2 separate regions of the Mus musculus genome follow, and region 1 is linked to region 2. Evidence: chromatin contacts called from public promoter capture Hi-C data. All regions are on one chromosome and are shown on one strand. Each heading gives the region's core, a stretch centred on a gene start, on an enhancer-like site or on the middle of the called end of the contact. The rest is flanking DNA. Distances are from core to core; before and after follow the strand shown.

Region 1 (4,530 bases), core at 763-3,262, 130 kb after region 2:
TCCACCACCCAGCTCCACTCCCAGCCTGGGGCTCCCTTCCCAATGGAGCCCTGTATTTATAACTAGCAAAGGATAAAGAGCTGAACTTTTCTGAAATCCCCTGAACTGCTGAAATCACACTAAGCTCCTAAACTGAGAGAAACCTGAACACAAAGGAGAGGTGTCTGAAGCTGCAGCTGCGTGAGCTAAAGCAAGAACAGCACAGGTAGCCCCCCCCCCCCCCCCCCCCCGCAAAGGAGGCTGCTGAGAGGGAGAGCAGAGCTCACTTGACTCGCTGGTGAAGAAGAGAGAGAACATTCCGAAGACTTCCCAGGGTCCTGTTTTCTGGGTTCAGTCTATGACGTCCAAACTGGGATGAAAAGAGGAAAAAAAAGATAATTACTATTTATTACTGTTTTACCTTAATTTTGTTTTTAAAAAAGATTTATTTTTATTTTAATCATGTACATATGTGTGTGTGAGAGTATGGATATATGCACGTTTGCACGCCAGTGCCTTGGTCCCGAGGAGCTGGAGTCATGGAAGGCGGTGAACCTCTCCACGGGAATGCTGCACAAGTGGATTTGGGTCCTCTGCTCTAAACCACTCATCTCTCCAGCCCCTCTTCATCTTAATCTCTACTTAGGAAATTACACTGGTGTAACATCTCATAACACAGCATCCTGTTGATAAAAAGTATCCAACTAGGATCATAGAGTTTATTAATCTTCTTTTTCAATTAAGCAAATCAAAATAAAAGATATTTTTCAATAAAGAATAGATTCCCTCAACACTAAACTACATCCTCAGCATGGGGACTTTCACCTTTACAAAGAGTTATGGAATAACTTGATCAGCAAGGATTAAAACAAAACAGAAGCACATGCCCGGGGTGATACACAGATGTGTGTAGGGGGGGAGGGGTAACTTCCAGGTCTTTAAGACATTCTCCTTGGTAACATAACCACTGATCAGTCAGAGCACCCACAAACAACACTCTTCAAATCATATATTAGGACTATGTTAAAAGCATTAATGTGAACTATAGTGAAATCCTTTCCATCAAGAGCCAATTTCACCAAAAATAGCACATTAGCAAAAACACTTTTCATAGAAAGTAGAGTTTTTAACTGAGACACCACCTTCATTTTCTTGAGCAATAAATCTTTCAAATGTTCTTTCTAGAACAGATTTTTTTAAAAAAAGGATTTATTTATTATTATACATAAGTATACTGTAGCTGTCTTCAGACACACCAGAAGAGGGCATCAGATCCTATTACAGATGGTTGTGAGCCACCATGTGGTTGCTGGGATTTGAACTCAGGACCTTCAGAAGAGCAGTCAGTGCTCTTACTCACTGAGCCATCTCGCCAGCCCCTCTAGAACAGCCTTTTAACAGTATTTTTGTAGTGCTGGGGATCGAACCCAGGACCTTGCACATGCTAAGTAAGCAACACACTAAGCCCCAGCACAGACCCTGAATTTGTCCACACCCTATCTATCTCCATTGCTGCTAACCTAGCCTAGGCTACCATGCCCTCACCTAGATTACTAAAATGGTCTCTTACCTGATTGGCCCTCTTTTTCTTTCTCTTTAGCCTGGGAGGGGTGGGGTGGGGTGTAAAATAACTTTTATTTTCCTGTTGTAATTGTTCCTTTCCTAACCTATGCCTAGTCTGGAAGCTTCTAGCCTCAGTACAATCTAATCTAGGCCTAGAATGTTTTCAGCCTCGGAGACTTGCTGTTGAATAAGCTCACCTTTTTTTGCTCGTTCTAATTCAACTCAGCTGTTCTGGCTCAAACTCCTCTTCCAGCTGACTTACTCAATCTGACTTTTCTCTTGGCCTCTGAATTCTCCTTGGCCTCAAACTACCTCTAGCAATCTGTCCTAGTCTTCTGGCTCCTTCTTATTCTCTTGCTTGTTCTCTCTTCAATCTGTCTGTAAAACTCTCCTGGTAAAGCTGCCTCCCTCTCCCTCTCTGTGCTGCTCTACTCTCCCTCTCAACTCTACTGCACTGCTCTCCACGAACTCGACTGTATTCCTGGACTGTATTTTCTTCCTCCTGTTCTTTCTCTCTCCCTTAAGCAGCTTCTCTTTCCTCTCTCATCTCTTGAGAATTGGGCATATTCCATCCTGTCAAATCTTTTTCTGGCTTGTTTGTCTGATACTTAATTAGACATAGTATTTTTAAACACGCTGCTTCCTTCTACAAACTAACTTCACCTTTATTGTTTGAGATTAAAGGTGAGGTCCAAAGGCCAGTCTGTATTCCAACCAGGGGATTAAAGGTGTGTGCCAAGGGCTGAGCCACACCACAACTAGAAACAGGTTCAAATAGCCTGTGAAAGTGGAGGATGCACCTGTGTGCATGTGGAGGTGAAGTAGGGGCCTCTGTCGCCTTCTTCTCTTGATCCCTGCCTTCATGCCACAAGATGGTCACTGACACAGAAGCTTGTCATTTTGGCTAGGCTGGCTGGCGAGCCAGCTTTCAAGATCTGCCTGCCTCTACTCCCATACTTCCCCAACCCCATGTTGGGGTTACAGGCACAGGAAGCCATGCCTGACTCTTTACAAAGGTGCTAAAGATTTAAACTCAGGGTCATATATTTCAGAGCAAACACTCTTATCCAGACTCTCCCCGTCAGCTGATCAATACACTGCAGAAGAGCCACACAGGCCTTTCAGAATCATGCTACGTCCCACCTTAAAAGTCCCCAGAGGCTAACTGCTGGGCTGAGAATAAAATCTTGCCATCGGCTTTCCTCACTTACAGCTACCTTTCCTGTAATTATTCTAGCTTCCTGCTGGGCAAGCCACTCCTGGCCACAGAGGCCCCCTTCAGTTCTAAGACAAGCAAGTCTTGCCGGCTCTCTCCCTCTTAGCCAGCACAAGCTTCACAACCCCTTGCATCTTGACTTCAGTGTGCTTCTCAGGAGAGCTGGAAACCCAGCCCAATCGCCCAGAAGGAACCCCACTGCTCCTCTTCAGTAAGCCAGGGCTGCTCATGTCCCGAACAGCTGACTCAGACTGGAATAATTACCTGGTGCTTTCACTTGCTGTCTCCATGAGGACAGGGACTACACTGTACCCCCAGCTTCTCAGAGTGTCTAAAAATGTCTGAATGTGTAAACAACCAAATGTCTGGAAATCTGAAGTGCTTTGAAACAGTTTAATTGTTAACTATCCATGAATGAACTATAGAAGCTAACCTCTGGGGGCTGGAGAGATAGCTCAGTGGTTAAGAGCACTGACTGCTCTTCCAAAGGTCCCGAGTTCAAATCCCAGCAACCACATGGTGGCTCACAACCACCGGTAATGAGATCTGACTCCCTCTTCTAGGGTGTCTGAAGATGGCTACGGTGTACTCACAAATAAATAAATAAATCTTTAAAAAAAAAAGTTAACCTCTGATTTTATCAAGGATCATCAAGGCAAACAACGTGAATGAGAAGAGACCCTGGGGTGTCCTGAGTCCTTGAGGAATCTTTCCACACATATGGTTTTTCTGAGACCATATATTACTAAGAAATTCCAATGTAACCCTCATTCCACGTCATGCAGAAAGTCAGGCTAAAGCCTGGCTAGCAAAACATCGCACAGAGAGGAAAATGGGCAGAACCACACAGGCTACACACCACCTGCATCACTGCCTTTACGACTTTAGGACGTAATTTAGGTGTCACTGGCCTTACTTTAGGAGAACCCCAGGACTCACCCTCAGAATTGACTGTACCGTCTGCATGGGATAGGTGACTGTGGTGGCAATCGCTTTGGCTATTGCGCCAATGATGAACACATCCAGAGAAGAGAGCTGGAAAGCAGAGGAGGGACCATTTTAATCAAACGAGGAAACAGGCATTCCTTTTAGACAATTTTAAAGTTAGGGATTACCTTCATCCGTTTCTTTAGAAGCTGCCGTTTTAAGCCTTCATAGAACATGAATTGGATGGCAGGGTTGAAGACCAACAGCAAGGAGGGGAAGGTGCCATTCCACAGAGCCAAGATCCCTTCATCTCGAATAATCTGGTGGAATGCATCTAAGCAAGAAGTCAGGCTTTTGCAAAGCACCATGACAGTGCCCTAACTAGAAAAGACATTTATTCTGTTCAAATGGGCCCAGATAGAAACTATCCTCTCAATAATATTTTGGGGGCAGATTTCCTACTTAGGTACTTTTCTGTTCATCTGTCTTTGCTTTTGTTTTTAAAGATGTTCGTGCTATGTATCCCAGTATAGCCTTGAACACTGTATCTTCCTGCTTCAGACAACAGGAGTGGGCTGCCATGCACTGGAGTTAACTATTTTTTAAATAACCATCAGAATGTGATGCCAACTTCCATCACATGAACTTTGCCTGATACTGCTGCACTGTCAGCACATCTGGGAACTGTGTACTGTACAGAAATGTGAACTGTAAACCATGTGTTCCACACGGCCAACCATAGCACAAGGTAAGATCTTTTCTTGAAATCTATGACCAACGATTTACAAGAAAACTATTTCTGCCCGGGCGGTGGTGGTGCACGCCTTTAATCCCAGCACTTGGGA
Region 2 (4,029 bases), core at 1,304-3,803:
CACTCCAGGTTGCAGGTAAACCTGGTCTACATAGTGAGTTCCAGGCCCACCAGGGCTACGTCATGAGATCCTGCGTTAAAAAAAAAATTTTGCCATCGTTACAAACAGGCTCTACAGACAACGTGCAGCGGCCATGCTGTGAACGTGATGCGGATGAGAGCTTGAATCTGGTGAGGTCCAGAAAAGCCACTGGCAGGTTTGTTTGATAGACAGCACTGAGGTGGGGCATTTAGCTCCGAGCGCTCTGTAAACACAGGGCAGGTCTGAGGGAGATATCTGCTTTGCTTTGGGAGAGATAAGAGCTCCAATGCTTGTTTGAGGTCCTGATGTCAAAAGTAAAGAGTGCTAAAGTGAAGTGTTGTGTGCTCCTGAGGGTGGGAGCCAAACTAAGATAAGAGTTACCTGGTAAAGCTTTGCTCTCTCTCGCTCTCTCTCTCTCTCTCTCTCTCTCTCTCTCTCTCTGTGTGTGTTTGTGTGTGTGTGTGTGTTTGTGTGTGTGTGTAATGTGTTGTTGTTGACTGTGCTTCTGCTTTTTTAGACAGGGTATCATTCTGCAAGCCCAGGCCAGACTTGAACTCACGGCACTCAGCCTGCATCTGTGTCCTGAGTCCTGGGATCGTGGGTGCTATCACAGCCACCACACCCAGGCAATAGTCTGATGGCTGGATTGGAAAGACTGTGAAATGGATTTGGGGAGCCGAGGCTATAGCTTAATGGCCTTTTTATTGTTTTGGTTTTGTTTTTTTTTTTTCACTTGTAGGGGATCAAATTCAGACATTGCTAAGCAAGTAGGAGTTCTGCCACTGATTTATATTCCAAGACATATTTTCCCCCTATGATCTACAAACCCTTTCTCTTGCTCTGAAATCATCCTTGAGAAGTGGCAATCACTTTTTAGTATTCCCATAATAGCACAGTAGGGAAACTGTAGCTGGCAACAATGAATCGAATGATTCAGAGTAACGGATAGAAAGGGCTTTGAATGTTCTTAACGCAAAGTGATGGATGGACGACGGATGGATGGATGGATAGACAGACAGATGAATACATAACCCAGTTGGCTGGATTTAAGCATTGCACATTGTATATCTGAGATGGCATATCACACTGTAAACCATAAATATATACAATTATAGTGTGTCAATTAAAAAGAGTTTTTGCCTGCTGTGTGGCCTGTGTGAGGTGACACGAGAGGATCAGGAGCTTGAGGCTATCCTCAGCTAATTATTAGATTGGGCTACAGGAGATCATGTTTCAAACAACAAAAACAGCTGGGCGTGGTGGCACAGGCCTTTAATCCCAGCACTCGGGAGGCTGAGGCTGGAGGATTGCTGCAAGTTTGAGAGCAGCCTGGTCTGCATGGTGAATTTTAGGCCAGCCAGGACTATATAATGAGACCCTGTCTCAAAACAAACAACAGGGGCTGGAGAACACACAGCTTTTGCAGAGCTGAGTTAGGGCCTCAGCCACACTGTCAGGCAGCCCACAACCTCCTGACGCCCTCTTCTGGACTCCACAGGCGTTGCACCCAAGTGCACATACACATTTACACATAATTTAAAAAAATCCTTTAACTAAATGAACAATAACAACACAACAAGGCTCTATTTATAATGTTTTTGGAGTCAGGAATGGTGGTGCACACTTTAATCCGAGCACTCAGGAGGCAGATCTCTGAGTTCGAGAACAGCCTGGTCTACAATGTAAGTTCCAGGACAGCCAGGGTTACACAGAAATTTCAAAACAACAATGACAAAACAGCAAACAAACAAAAACACACAACTAGACTCCTGTTGTTATCAAGAAATACCGTAGGTTTCAAACACTTTTTATTATTTTATTTTACTTTCATTTTCAAAACAGAGTTTCTCTGTGTAGCCTTGGCTGTCCTAGAGCTCACTATATAGACCAGGCTGACTTGAACTCATAGAGACCCACCTGCCTCTGCCTCCTGAATGCTAGAGTTAAAGGTATGTGCTACCATGCCTAGCCTGGGATCTATATCTTACTCAGCACCCATGAGTCTCTCTGTGTCCCCAACGCCATTTTTCAGTCTTACCTCCATCTCACAGATAAGAAAACGCAGAGGGTCAAACAAGTAAGGTGACCAAGTGTCCCAGTTTGCAGGGACAAAATAAAGATCCAAGACAGGACAAATTTCAAAGTATCATCTACAAGATACTTTGCACACTTGAATTACATGAGCCAGGCAAACGCACAAATGTTGGAGTCTATTTTATCATCACAAGCAGTATCTCCATCTCCCAAGGGCACACAGTGTTTTTTAACCCTGGTTCTAGGAATCAGAACTCTGCCACCAGTCCCTTGCTTGGCTCTCTTTGGGGACTTCAGGAAAGAACACAGATGTAGGGTGGTTTTGTTTTTGTTTTCTATGCTGATATTTTTGTTTCTGTTTCCGTTTTGCTTGCTCAACCAGGGTAGAGATCATGCAAGCTAGATAAGCCTTCTGTCCTAAAACATATTCTTACATTGATCTGTGTATTTTGAGCCAAGCCTCCAGAGAGTCACAAAATGGATGAGTTTTCGTCTGAAGAGTGAAGGAATCCAAACTGGAAGAGTCTTTGCTGGAGGAACGCTTAACTACAGAGATCTACAGAGATCTACTTTAAAAGATGTTCTTTGGCGCCCCCTGGTGGTTATGATCACAACATCTTTTTAGAATTTTGTGGGTTTGGGTTTTTTTTTTTTTTGCTTGGTTTGTTTTGTTTTTCAAGACAGGGTTTCTCTGTGTAACCTTGGTTGGGTGTCCTGAAACTCACTTTGCAGACCAGGCTGGCCTTGAACTCACAGAGAGAGAGATGCCTAACTCTGCCTCCTAAGTGCCGGGACTAAAGTTGTGTGTCACCACCACCACCACATGGGCCCACATCTTTTTAAAATTATTAACATTTTAGTCCTTTCAAAAGAGGTAGAAACAACAGCCAAGAAAAGCTAAAGTAAAGACAAACATGAAAGTTGCATGTTTCGGCTCAGGCATGAAATCGCAGCACTTGGAGACTTAAGCAGGAGGGTTGCAGTAGTTCAAGGCAAACTGATTTATAGCATGACTTCCAGCCAGTTAAATAAGGGAACACTGTTGAAAAATAAATAAACTAAACTGAACATTAACAGGATTTTGTGTATGAGTGTATGTATGTGTGAGTGTGTGTATGTATGAGAGAAAGTGTGTGTGTGTGTGTGTGTGTGTGTGTGTGTGTGTGTGAGAGAGAGAGAGAGAGAGTATGTGTGTATATGTGTGTGTGAGAGTGTGTGTGGGTGAGTGAATGTCAGTGTGTGTGAGAGTGTGTTTGTGTGAGTGTGTATGAGTGTATTTATGAGTGCATTTCTGTGTGAGTGTGTGTGTATGTCGGTGTGAGTGTGTGTGTGTATGTGTATAAATGTATGAGTGTGTAAATGTATGAGTGTGTGTGAATGTTTATGAGAGTGTATCTGTAAGTATATGTGTGTGAGAGTGTATGTGTGAGTGTGTGTGGGTGTATGTGTGAGAGTGTATGTGTGAGTATTTATGTGTATTTCTGAGTGTGAGAGTGTATTGTGAGTGTGTGACTGTGAGTGTATGAGAGTGTATGTGTGAGTATATGTGTGTGAGGGTATATGTGTGAGAGTGTGTGTGACTGTGTGTCTGTGTGTGTATGTGTGAGTGTGTGTGACTGTGTGAGTGTATGAGAGTGTATGTGTGAGTATATGTGTGTGAGAGTGTATGTGTGAGTGTGTGTGTGTGAGTGTAAGAGTGTGTGTGTGTGAGTGTGCATGTGTAGATCAGAGGAGGACCCCTGTGTCCTGCTCTATCACCCTCCACTTTATCCCATCTCACTGGAGCTAGGCTGATGATGGACTGCAAGTTGCAGCAATCCACCTGTCTCTGCTCCCCTACATAGCATATAGGCGTCACAAGCACAATTGGTCACATCCAGATTTGTTTTAAAACCCAGACGCTGGGGATTCAAACCCTGGTCCACCCTCAGCAAGTCCTCTTACTCCTTGAGCCATCTATACAGCCACAGTTGT

The links. Capture Hi-C pulls out chosen DNA fragments and counts their contacts.
Region 1: a promoter capture Hi-C map of adipose tissue shows a contact between it and region 2. The contact joins two enhancer-like sites. A contact is called at or near these places in 1 of 39 promoter capture datasets (the SN4741 cell line), 2 of 15 datasets of contacts at CTCF or cohesin (CD8 T cells and the NIH/3T3 cell line), 2 of 484 Hi-C or Micro-C datasets (the AML12 cell line and germline stem cells), 3 of 115 datasets of contacts at active chromatin or transcription factors (T-cell acute lymphoblastic leukemia, embryonic stem cells and pancreatic cancer cells) and 4 of 9 other capture datasets (adipose tissue, embryonic stem cells, liver and 1 more).

Annotation. Positions count from the first base shown.
Region 1 is chr15:81,323,344-81,327,873 of GRCm38.p6, forward strand. It overlaps Slc25a17 (solute carrier family 25 (mitochondrial carrier, peroxisomal membrane protein), member 17), which reads right to left. Exons shown (of 9, transcript NM_011399.3): 6 at 3,874-4,019; 7 at 3,698-3,793; 8 at 267-349. Among named protein-coding and RNA genes, the nearest start is that of Slc25a17, 35 kb to the right of the region's middle. Within about 2 kb of position 2,013, at least 15 of the 459 cell types and tissues checked have an H3K27ac peak or open chromatin away from gene starts, as enhancers often do. A contact at or near this core is called in adipose tissue, where this site is marked.
Region 2 is chr15:81,197,143-81,201,171 of GRCm38.p6, forward strand. No RefSeq gene overlaps it. Among named protein-coding and RNA genes, the nearest start is that of 4930483J18Rik, 8.3 kb to the left of the region's middle. Within about 2 kb of position 2,554, at least 79 of the 459 cell types and tissues checked have an H3K27ac peak or open chromatin away from gene starts, as enhancers often do. A contact at or near this core is called in adipose tissue, where this site is marked.